Regions from separate parts of the Mus musculus genome. Here region 1 is linked to region 2. Evidence: chromatin contacts called from public Hi-C data. All regions are on one chromosome and are shown on one strand. Each heading gives the region's core, a stretch centred on a gene start, on an enhancer-like site or on the middle of the called end of the contact. The rest is flanking DNA. Distances are from core to core; before and after follow the strand shown.

Evidence for each region. Hi-C and Micro-C count contacts between places; a contact is called where the count stands out from the background.
Region 1: a contact with region 2 is called in a Hi-C map of B cells, with 1.8 times the contacts expected there. The contact joins two enhancer-like sites. A contact is called at or near these places in 8 of 484 Hi-C or Micro-C datasets (the AML12 cell line, B cells, CD4 T cells and 5 more) and 2 of 115 datasets of contacts at active chromatin or transcription factors (CD8 T cells and fibro-adipogenic progenitors).

What each region holds. Positions count from the first base shown.
Region 1 is chr16:27,430,318-27,436,652 of GRCm38.p6, reverse strand. Ccdc50 (coiled-coil domain containing 50) reads right to left here. Exons shown (of 11, transcript NM_026202.4): 6 at 976-1,091; 7 at 241-285; 8 at 51-155. Among named protein-coding and RNA genes, the nearest start is that of Gm32356, 34 kb to the left of the region's middle. Within about 2 kb of position 1,467, at least 6 of the 459 cell types and tissues checked have an H3K27ac peak or open chromatin away from gene starts, as enhancers often do. A contact at or near this core is called in B cells, where this site is marked.
Region 2 is chr16:27,345,844-27,352,209 of GRCm38.p6, reverse strand. It overlaps Ostn (osteocrin), which reads right to left. Exons shown (of 5, transcript NM_198112.2): 4 at 5,243-5,339; 5 at 1,001-1,802. The coding sequence ends at 5,255. Among named protein-coding and RNA genes, the nearest start is that of Uts2b, 21 kb to the left of the region's middle. Within about 2 kb of position 2,704, at least 45 of the 459 cell types and tissues checked have an H3K27ac peak or open chromatin away from gene starts, as enhancers often do. A contact at or near this core is called in B cells, where this site is marked.

The sequences.
Region 1 (6,335 bases), core at 218-2,717, 86 kb before region 2:
TTATTGCTGATTTAAAAATAAAGCAAAACAAAAAAAAGGCCCCACATTACCTTGCATTCAGGGTCATGTTTCCTTTTGTCCAAAGATGACTTTTCTCGCTCTTTGGCTTTCTTGTAAGCTTTTTTTTCTTCAGCCATTAGAAGTCGAGCAATTTCCTAAGCGAGACACAGGCAATGGCATTAATTCCAGATTTGAAGTTGTTTCTCACAATGTAGGGAAACCTTATTGATGGGAACTGACCTCATCCTGGGCAACCTGAGCTGCTCTCATGTCCACATGAGTAGCCTGCGAATCAAAAACAACAAACAACTGGAAGATGTGCTATCCATTTAAAATGTCTTATAGAAAATCAACTGGAATTGTAGTTGAATCCCTGAAGTTGTTGGCCAGTGGATATACTTTCACCAGTCAGAACAGAAACACTTTGCAACCTACTCAACAGAATATTTTTAGAGAACCACCAAAATGTATTAATGCAGACATCAGAATATGGAGTTTTGCTGCTAATGCCTTATCAATCCACACAAGCAGATGTAGAAGGGTTCCTTATGCACTAAGCTATATCCCTGTAGGCTAAGTGAAGCTGCTTCCTGAAACTGCAGATAATGCCAAACCCTGTGAAGACTACTTTCCCAATGCAAACAAACTCAAAATGGTTTAATTTACAAATCAGTCACAGGAAAATATCAATAATTCCAGTAATGGAAGATGCCACATTGAATAATGCACTCAAAGTATTTATTTTCAATATCAGATAACCAAAACTATAAAACTTAATCATGGGTAATGGGGAGTATATTCTGCTGCACTGCCACTGGCTTGATTCTCCCCACCCCCAGAAAAGACTCAAGTTATAGAGTTCCACTGTGGGATCCGTAATGCCAACAGCAGAACTCTATCGTGTTTATTATAAAACTGAATTATGCTTCAGCTTGTACAGCCCTTTGTTTGAACTTTTACCTTAAATGTACTCACCAAAAGTTCTTCTTCTTGCAATTTCCTGGCAATTTCAGCATCATACCACTCCTGGTCCCTGTGGCTTGCTCGTGCTGGAGTAGAGACAGCTTCTTTTATTCCTCTTGGTTTCATTCCTAGAAAAAACTCAATTCAATGAGGTAACTGGTGCTGTTTTCTGAAAAGACAAAAATATTAGGAAAAAGACACTCTCCCTTAACATTTAATACTGAGGACAATGCCTCCAGTGTGTAGATTGCACCATGGGGCACATTTGAAATAAATGTTTCCTGCGCATCAAATAGTAGTATGCAAAATTGAAACATTTTAACAAAGTTATTTTCCAAAATCTACATGGTAGAAATGTTTCTCATATAGTTTTTCAACATCAGAAAGAACGAAGAACCAAAGTAAGTCATCAAAACAGGAACTGAAAAGAGAAACAGAGCCACTGAGAATGAGAATGCACAGAAAAGAAGGTTCCAGAATCAGAGTTTTAATATGGCTAAGTAAACAAACACAACAGCTTCCTCTGCGTGCATCCAGCCTATACACTTCCTGCAGAGCAGTCAGGGCCATCTACCAGTGTGGTGAAAACCTGTCAAAAATGGTCCTGCTCACCCTCTGTCTGATACCAAAAAAAAAAAAAAAAAAAAAGCTCTAGATCTTTCCCACAGCTTTGACCCATCTGCTAATGACATTACAAAATTGTAGGGAAAACAAAATATAGAGGAAGTATCAGAAAATGCAATGACCTTAGAATTCAGTCCTCTAGAGAAAAGGGCTGCCAATCATGCTTTGTTATTTTGCAATGTTATAGGAGCATACACCATTCTATATATTTCAAATAAGCTAAAAAAAAGTTAAAAGTTAATGTCTTTTCAAAATTGTGAAATTGTGGATACTTTCCTTTGCACGCTTTTATGAGTTACAGTTAGTCAATAGGATGACAATATTGCCCTCAGCAAGAACAAAACCTTTTAATGGGACCCATAGATCAGGTATCTAGTATAACCATCAGTAAATGTACACCAGGTGGACACCTAATTTATTCTAAAGGACTCTCTCTTTGAACTACTGGTCAGAGCCTCCTGCACCTATGAGAATCACTTCTGAGTGCTTGTATATTAAGACACTGTCTCAGCCGGGCGTGGTGGCACACACCTTTAATCCCAGCACTCGGGAGGCAGAGGCAGGTGGATTTCTGAGTTTGAGGCCAACCTGGTCTACAAAGTGAGTTCCAGGGCTATACAGAGAAACCCTGTCTCGAAAAACCAAAAAAAAAAAAAAAAAAAAAAAAAAAAAGACACTGTCTCTAATACCATATATTCTAACTTGTGTAGGATGAGTGAGCCCTTCCCTTGGGCATATATTTTAAGCCTTTGTAATGGGTTCTTATCTTCGCGAAACATAGAATCACTGGCTCCATGTATTATGCCATCAATATAAGCACATATTAAAATAATAGATAGCAAAAATAACTCAATAATTTGTTTCCAAAGCTATTAATACATATTATTAAATGAAAATAAAAATAAATTAGAGAATTTGGTTTATCTTATAAAATCTATTTTTGTAGACAGTCTACTTAACATTGTGGTAAATTTAAAATGTAGACTTGTGTGTGTGCATCTTATCATAAAAACAAAGAGAAAGCTTGTCCTTTTAAACTCACACTTTCAAGGACCTGACTACACAGATCACCACAAATCACCTCTAATGGTACTGAATCCTGCACTGGTCTGTCCTGATCTACAACACATTTCTCACTGGTTTGGGATAGTCTCAAGAATAGGGCATATGCAATTGGGTAAATACAATTCTCTGAATTATGATCTGCATGAGCATGCTTAGAAAGACCTATTTGAGTAGGGCACTTGGCCCTGGGTAAAGTCTGTGCAGGACAATTGTTTTACCACACTCCTACAGGAGAGAGAGGTTAGTGAGCAGCCTAAAGCCTCTCTGAGGATGACAGGTTACGTCTGGGATTCCACCTAATGAAACGGCACAGGTGTATACACTCAGCTTTCAAAGCAAGTAACATTTCCCACAGGTGGGTTCTTCTATTCGCAAAAAAATTAACTGACAATATTTCACTTAAAATTCTAACAAAGATGTATTCAAATGAATAAATAGTATTACTAAGCGGACAGAATTATAAGATTATAACTACTATAAGTTTAGAAAGAATAAATGCAATTCATTAACAGAAGTCACAATTAAAGTAATAGCTCTCTCAGGCTCAACTACATAGGTGATGACAGTTCACTCACATCCCTGCAAATTGCTGGCATTTGCAATATTCATTTCTTAGAAACTTTCAAGCCTAATCGGGACAGGCCTCCCTAATAGGGTATCCTACCCACCTGAAGTGACAAAAATGTTCTAAGTATACAGTGCATTGGAAAGTCAGCAGTATAAAAACAGAGGTGAGTGGGGAGCTTGCCACTCTAACTAGAACCTGGGAAGTACTTTTAAGTAGATGAGCTACACTTTAGCTTTCCCGTCTCACTCTCCATCTCCCTCCTCCTTCCCTTCTTCTTGTTGTGTGGTACTGCAGATGATCTTGCTGGGCAAATGTTCTACCCTAAGCAACACCTCCAGTTTCTAGACAGTCATCCTCATCCATTCTGCTTAACATCCTGCCATCAGGGAACACTAAGACTCCTCAGAAGAAACACAAATGAACTAGTCTCTTTACATAAAATTTAATATAGTAACATAAACGGAAGTGGACAGCTCACTAGACAGGGTCTTATTATGAAGTCCTAGCTGTCCTAGAACTCATTATGTAGACCAGATGGCCTTCCAATCACAAAGAGCCTCCATTTTCTGTTTTCCAAGTATTGGAAATAGATAGAGGTGTGCACCACTACTGTGACTGAAGGGAAACACAAATACTAGTGTTGAAGATAAATTTACACTAAGTATGAACTAAAATATAACTGATTAGTTTTTTGGTATTGTGTAGTATGCATATTGTATAAGAAGCATTTGACATTTAGGGCACATTACAGTGTCTCTGGGCTGGACTTCACAACAGTAAGTACAATGTAAGGTTCTGAAGGCGAGAAGAGCCTGTGTAACCAATGAGCTGTCACAGGTGTACAGCACAGTGAGCTCCTCTCAGAGTCAGACCCAGTTTAACTGTTTTAGGGAAAGTCAATCAATCCTTGCTTTAATTTAGCAATTTCATTTCCATCTGTTTTCTTGCACACCTATTCTGCAAATGCTCTTGGACTCAGTGTTGTCTGTCCTCCTGCTAAGTTTATTCATCGTTATCTGAAGTAGAATCTGGCAAAGCTGGCATATGCCACATCTTTAAGAACTCTAGCTGGTTTTAACAGCAAGAGCTGACACCAATACCTAACTCTGATTTTTTAATGTTCTCTCCTAACTACTCCAAGAAGGTTCAAAAATCAAACCCCACCAGGACCTGGGAAGCCTGAAGTCTGAAGCTGGCTGAGTATAAAGTGAAAAGCAGCATGCACTGCACACAGTAATCCTTTTAGCTATGGCCACACTGTTCTAAACCCTGTGCTAACAGAGCATACATTTACTTACGGCTCCAGTACTAGAGACTCTAAGTCTGTGCTTAATTTCAGGTGCGCAAATCTGCTTGAAAGCCCTAGCACATAAGTCAATGCACTAAAGGTTAACTGGCCTTTCAAGCGAGCACATTCATATCAGGTTCACAGAATCTGAACTTAGATATCAATGGAATCACCATGTGTCTTCTCCAACCCCACAAGTGTAATCTAGCTATAGTGTAACTTTTTATAAACCTATTTTATGAACTGCAGTATACTCTCTCTAGTCTCCCAGTTCTTTGTTCATGCCTCCCTAACATGGCACATCAAATATAAAAATGTTTACGTACACATCTTTAAATATATCCATCTGCCTCTGAAGCTTAGACACTGACAAAACTCAAAGCAACACTATATATTGTATTCAGTATACCTTGCTAAACTGCAATTTAAATTTTCTTATAATCAAGTCCTTTTAACATGAAATATGATAAGAAAGCCAACAGAGTCTAATGAATATGCAACCTAGAAACTAGTTTTTCAATCACAAGTAAAGTTTGATTTGACCATGGCAGGTCTTCCTACATACTTCTGTTACAATAATCTTTCCATCTCTGTAAACCTTAGTAAAGACTGACTGAAACAAGACTGATGAATGTTGTACCTACTAAAACTACACACATCATGGTACCATGACAGTGTTAGAGCCACAAGAAAAACCTTCCTTCAGTATGTTCCAGGCAGCATAGAGTACGCCTACTGTATCCATGATGCACTACAGATTTAAGTACCAGAGGTGCCCAAAACTAAGTTCTTCTCTTTTAAAGTTTGGGCTTTTTAACTTTACTTTTTGCAGGTAAAAATATGGTATAAAAGTATACATGTGTACAGGTGTATACTGTGTTTGTAATGTGTGTGTGTTTGTGTGTGTGTGTGTACAGACTCCAGCAGTTATTGGGTATTTTCAGTTTTTGTTTCTTTCTTTCTCTTTCTTTTCTTTCTTTTCTTTTTTTTTTTTTTTTTTTTTTTTTCCATTTTTTATTAGGTATTTCGCTCATTTACATTTGCAATGCTATACCAAAAGTCCCCCATAGCCACCCACCCCCTCTCCCCTACCCACCCACTCCCCTTTTATGGCCCTGGCGTTCCCCTGTACTGGGGCATATAAAGTTTGCGTGTCCAATGGGCCTCTCTTTCCAGTGATGGCCGACTAGGCCATCTTTTGATGCATATGCAGCTAGAGTCAAGAGCTCCGGGGTACTGGTTAGTTCATAATGTTGTTCCACCTATAGTGTTGCAGATCCCTTTAGCTTCTTTGGTACTTTCTCTAGCTCCTTCATTGGGGGCCATGTGATCCATCCAATAGCCGACTGTGAGCATCCACTTCTATGCTTGCTAGGCCCAGGCATACTCTGACAAGAGACAGCTATATCAGGGTCCTTTCAGCATAATCTTGCTAGTGTATGCAATGGTGTCAGCATTTGGAAGCTGATTATGGGATGGATCCCCGGATATGGTAGTGTCTACATGGTCCATCCTTTTATCTCAGCTCCAAACTTTGTCTCTGTAACTCCTTCCAAGGGTGTTTTGCTCCCACTTCTAAGGAGGGGCATAGTGTTCACACTTCAGTCTTCATTTTTCTTGAGTTTCATGTGTTTAGGAAATTGTATCTTATATCTTGGGTATCTTAGGTTTTGGGCTAATATCCACTTATCAGTGAGTACATATTGTGTGAGTTCCTTTGTGAATGTGTTACCTCACTCAGGATGATGCCCTCCAGGTCCATCCATTTGGCCAGGAATTTCATAAATTCATTCTTTTTAATAGCTGAGTAGTACTCCATTGTGTAGA
Region 2 (6,366 bases), core at 1,455-3,954:
GCAAGATCTGCATGTGTTTCAAGTATTTGAGACAGGACTTCCTACTCGGGAACCACAAAGAATGCTGCTTTCTTCCACCTGTCACCAAAGACAAGCCATGGAGCACAAATGATATTCATTTCACCACAACACTCTTATTCTATCCTTTTCTGCCCTGGAATGAGCTTGCTTTCATTCCGGAGAACAATGTTCAATGTTTATTAAACAAATATTTAGGTAGGAGATTTACCTATAAATGGGGCTGTCTTCTTCTTTTTTTTTCATTTTTTATTAGATATTTTCTTCATTTACATTTCAAATGCTATCTTATAAGTTCCCTATACCCTCCCCTTGCCATGCTCCCCTACCCACCCACTCCTATTTCTTGGCCCTGGCATTCCCCTGTACTGGAGCATATAAAGTTTGCAAGACCAAGGGGCTTCTCTTCCCAATGATGGCCAACTAGGCCATCTTCTGCTACATATGCAGCTAGAGACACGAGCTCTGGGGGTACTGGTTAGTTCATATTGTTGTTCCACCTATAGGGTTGCAGACCCCTTTAGCTCCTTGGGTACTTTCTCTAGCTCCTCCATTGGGGGCCCTGTGTTCCAAACACCTGGAAATGCAGATAACACATTGGCTTAGAACTAGATTCCACATTAAACAATTCTTTCCCTCCCTTCCTTCCTTCCTTCCTTCCTTCCTTCCTTCCTTCCTTCCTTCCTTCCTTCCCTCCTTCCTTCCTTCCATCCTTCCTTTCTTTCCTTGTTTCTTTTCTCCCTTTGAAACAGAGGACTCATGTTGCCAAGCTTGGCTTCAAATCTTCTACTTAGCTTAGGGAGGTCTTGGGTTCTTGATCATCCTGCTCTTACCAACGGCTGGGATGGCAGGCATGAGCCACGATACCAATTATACAGAAAATTTGTCTCTTTCATGCTAGGCAGGCACTGTGCTGTTGATCTGTATTCCTTGCTCTCATAGCTTATTTTTGAATTAAATTAAAAATTTATATGAGAGATTGTAGATTAATGTTGATTTTAATACCCCCTTTTAAAGCACAAAGCACTATTTGGTTGGATTTTTAGCTTATAAACATTGAATGAAGAAAAAAAGTAAAATAGAAAGAAAAAAAAAGAAGAAGAAAAGCTGCTAACATAGGAAACATTTGAACAATTCACCCCTAGGCTGGTAGAAGTAAACAAGCCAGGCAGTAACTTCTTTTCAAATGAGTCTTTTACATTCAGAGTTTGTCAGAATATTACATATGGGCCAATTATACTATCCTTTATTAGTTCCTAAAGAACACAATTGCTCAGGTTTCTCAAAATTTATTTGCCTTCTGACACAGTTGAAGCAAACACTCATGTAATGTCTTTTTTCTAAGCTTGAAGTTGAAGTTTACAACAATTCGACAAACCTCAGAAAAACTAAAGAAACCTATATAAATCACCATGTGCTCATTTCTGATTTCTTTAGATCATCAGATCTTCAAACACTAGGTTTCTAGAAAGCACATTGATTAACTGAAATGTGAAAATATTAATGGCAAGAGAATGCATTATATTGGTCTGCTGTTTAAAAAAAGTAGGTTCAGGGGCCACGTTACAATTTGGGAATCATTGAAAAATACTTTCAGAGATATCCATGCACTGAAATGATCTGCACAACTCAACTAAAACCACAGCAACACTATGACGTGATGGTCTGGGGAGGATCAAGCTTTGGGAAGGTTTGCGAAAGGCCAATTCCTTGACAAAAGGGGTAGTGAACTTCACTGAAGTGTCTTCTATAGTTCTGTGCCATCTCACACAAGTAAGTCGCACCTGTAAAAGTGAAAGGTGAAGTTGTTAGAAGTGTTCTTGCACTCTGTAGAGCAGAGGAAAACCCACAACTTTCACAGAGATGCAATCCTTTCACCACATGGTATTTCATGGCAGCCTTTAATTACACAGCATATTTTATTCCATAATGTAAATTAATTTCAAATACCAGTGAGTTTAAAGAGCACGTGTGATGTATAAACCTAAGAGCCTAGGCTCAAGTTTTTAGTGACAATTCTATTTGTCAGTTTTTCAGATCTCAAGAGTATCCAGTTACTTTTAGTTTTATATATTAGTTCAAAGGATGTTGTCATGAAAATGCAAAAGGCAGACAAGGAAAGATTGACTAACACGTGGTTAATTTTTAGACACACATTGATAACTATACTTCGCTTCTGAAAACTAGAATTTGTGCGATTCCTGCTGTGTTTCAGAGTTTTGTTAATTTATCTGAACAATGGCATCAACATCATGCTAAGATAAAATCGACAACTTAAAACAATGATATGTGGATATGTGCTTCACATAATCAAGGAAAGTCATAATTAAGGAGCTAGCAAGTGACTGCCGCATCAAGGGCTCTGCTTCTAATGTCATTAAGAAGGTAATCCTGACATCAGTCCTGATGTTTCTAACTCCACCTAGACAAACTTTGAAATAGTGTACTTTGAATATCTATTGAATGTGAGTTGCTTACACCAATGCCTCTACAATCTTTAAACTTTAGTCTAATGTACTTCTTGTAGGAATAAAACATATAAACATCAGACTATATTCCTTTCAAAAATACAACAGAGAAGAAATTGGTATTTCCCCTGGAAATTTGTTAGTTCCTAGCAGCAGTATGTAGCCTTGATCTTAACCCAAGACTAGAGAGCAGTTTCACTTTCATTGGGAGACTCAAAGTGAAACCAAGAAGGTAAAAACCCATAGCCAACACCCCTGCACTGGAAAGCACTTTGGCTCAACCCAAGTGAAACAGAGTTTGAGCATACTTTCTCTGTGACTTGCCACCATGACAAGTTAGAGCTAAAGGCAAGCAGCATTACACCAGCCCAGCATGATCGCATTCGCCAGCTGAATGACAAAAATGACCAGTGATGCTGACAAACAACATCAATAGCCAGGAACCAAGAAAACTTGATGGACCACACTGAGAACATTGACCCAGAGGGCAGAACACCCATCTTGATGTGAACATGGTCTATAAAATGTCAATTACACCAATATCCAGCAAAAAATTTGCAAATTGTTAGAGTTAAACAAGACTACACGTCCTCAAGTCAGCAATTATTTGTCTGACTGTGTGAACATCATTTAACAATGCTGAAATCTGTATCTTGTAAATGCCATGCTGTGCAAATTGCACCCACCATTTAATTCAAAGGGCTATGGCAGCAGTAGGAAAACCATATCAGAAATAAGAGAAATTTAGGTGAATTTTATAAGTTTTGTTATCCATTCAAATGTCACATGAGAAAACATAAGGACTGAGCAGGTGAACCCACGGTGATTAATGGAAACGAGAAATGTGATGTCTTCTCCTAAGGCTTCTCTTCTGATACCATTGTCTCCAGGTTTGACTGGGAAGATCCATACTTATGAAGACATTGCAGCTTGTTAAGTGTACACTAATGCATAAACTTGGACATCAGTACCACGAATCTGGACATGATAGCAGCTGAAATATCTTCTTTCTATCTAGAGGTCTAGTGTGTCAATGTTCATATGAAAATGAGTTTCCTAAGTTTGCTATCATGTACAGTTTGGGGGAATTCAGAACTACAAAAGTATGTGATATGGCAATGCAGAGTGGAATATGCAAAAATCAGTCAGACTTCTATCAATCTCAGGGTTATGTAAATGTATCAGGAAATTGGAAGATGTGCCCTTGATTCCAGGAAGTACTTGGCTTTTTATAGCTAATTCCTGTTCAAATATAAGTGCAGCAGTTGTTAGCAGACCCAAGGAGTGATCACATTTAGTTTATTTCTAGATATGAGAGAAGCAGCTCCATGCAAGTTTTGAAGGTAGTGCTATTCAAGAGACAGTATTCCTCTTTGTAATCAGTGCATACTCCTATTTTTAAGGTACTAGGTGCTTAGTGCTTGCAGAATATCAACATGAACAGGCTCATAGGCATCTGTAATTCTCTTAGTTAAGTCATATCATAAAGTATTGATCCTCATAATAACTTTTGAATATTTGAGGGGAAAGAAAAAACATTTTAATTGAATGTATGAAAGGATTAGGTCAATGTCATGAAAAACATCAGAAAACACAGTTCCTATGTCTTCACATGTGGATGGTTAGAGAGGTTGCAGGTTGCTGGAATTATCTGGGGAGGTTGGTGCAGGGGGAGGGGCAGGTCAGGGAAGGATGGAACTTTCACGTGCTTTACTGGAAGAAAGCATAGTGTTTAGATTTCAAAGTCAACAAACAATTTACCGTTTTTATGATATATTTTAATGAAATAAAAAGTGCTTTATTGTGCTCTTCTACTGTCTTCCTATAGCTCTCTGACCAAAGGATACTTGGGGAGGAAACTTGGCTTATAATTTTCAGCTCACAGGCTATCACTGAGGGAAGGCAGGGCAGGAACTCAAGACAGGAAGCTGGAGGTTGAAACCAAGACACACTGTTTGTTGGCACACTGTCTGGCTTGTGTCCATGCTCGTACTTAGCTAATTTTCTTACAAAGTCCAAGCCCTGAGGGATGTTGTTGCTCACAGTAGACTTGGACCTCATACATCATTTAGCAGGCAAGACAGTCACCCACGCACATGCCCACAGGTCAATCTAATCCACGATTTCCCAGTCAGGTTTTCCTCTCATAATAGTTATGTACTATGTCAAGTTGACAATTAAAGTTTGCTAGGTCATGTGTTAATTAGAATCTTAACCCATACTTGCATATTAACAGATAATTGCACATGATTGTATGAAAATAGCTAAATTTATCTTATAAAGCATTGGGATAAGTGACTTTTCTATTTGAAAGATAAAATCTAGGTGTTCCTCACGTGTTCCCATGCTGCAGCCTTTGATTTTCATATTCCTCAGGTTAACTATGAATGCAACCCAATACAAACTGTAAACTTGCTTCAACTATTATAAGACTGTGTGTGTTTGTGTGTGTGTGTCTGTGTGAATTTTAAAAACTTGATTGTATGTTGAGCGTGAGCTTTGCAGATAGGTAAAAATGTCATGTTGCAATCCCAAAAGTTTAGGCACTCTTGGTAGGATGTGTGTTTCCTTTCTAAAAGCCCCCTAAATTATTTAATGTGAATGTATTAATTGACTAGAGAAATGTTTGTCAATGTGGTATATATCAGTTAAACACATCCCAAAAGGAACATTTGCACTTAAAGATGAGTCTGTTCATCTAGTGTGAAATGGTTTCTGGCAATGGCCCATAGGATGCTTGTTCAGACTGTACTCACAATAAGAATCCATCAGCCTCTGGAACTGGAGAGCCGGTTTCTACCAATCCGATCCATGGGAATACCAAACCGCTTTTTTGAATGATCTACTGCTTTCCTGTAACAAAGCATAAAGAACATTTTAAACCAATGTCCAAGGTATGAACCATTGCTCTTGTTTTTGCTTTAATGCAGAACTTGGGCTCTCTTCAGAAGTAGGAACAAACCATGATGCATATTATTTACATTTGCCATTCTCATCTCTGCCTATGTGTCAAAACTGGACAAGCTGATTCAAATCAGTTAGCTTGCATAAAAACCCACATCTTATCAGCATATTAAACTGTCAATGATCTAGTTGATAAATCCTGCTCCCTCTGCAGGTTTCATTCTCTTACTGCTCTTATGCCTCTAAATGAATCTAATCAAGATCCACTTATATTTCAGCAAGGATAATGGCTGGAGAAAGAAAAAGGTATAGATGTTAAAACTGAAGTAGTGGAAGCCTGTCTCTCATGCCTTCTCGTAGAGATCTAGGACTAATGCTTTGTAGATCATCATCTATGTCTGCCTCAATATTTTTGTCAAGAATTGGTTGAGGAAATGAACTGTCCGGATACAGTGACTTTGGTCTTAGTTACTTCTCTGTTGCTGTGATAATACACCACATCCAAGGCAACTTGTAGAAGGAAGGGTTTACTGGGGATTAGGGATAAGAGTTTATTACCACACAGCAGGGAGGTGTGGCAGTGAGCAGGAATGTCAACTGGAGCAGCAAGCTGAGAGTTTACAAGCGAAACCTCAAGCAGCAAGCAGTGAGAATGGGCTATGAACGATGGGAGGCTTTGAACCTCAAAGCCCAGCCTCAGCAAAGCCATACTTCTTAAAACTACCCAAACAGCATCATCAATCGACTGGCAACCAAAACACCATTTGAGAACATGGGGCACACTCTCCTTTAAGCTATCACTACTTCTGTGAAGTCAAATGCATTCCCTTCTATGATAATTCAGTGTTCAGTATCTCAGAACTGAAAACAAAGGTTTGATTCACAATGTTTTCAATGACTCCTGTCTTAGGGTTTTAATGCTTTGAAGAGACACCTTGACCACATCAACTCTCATGAAGGAAAGCGTTTAATTTGG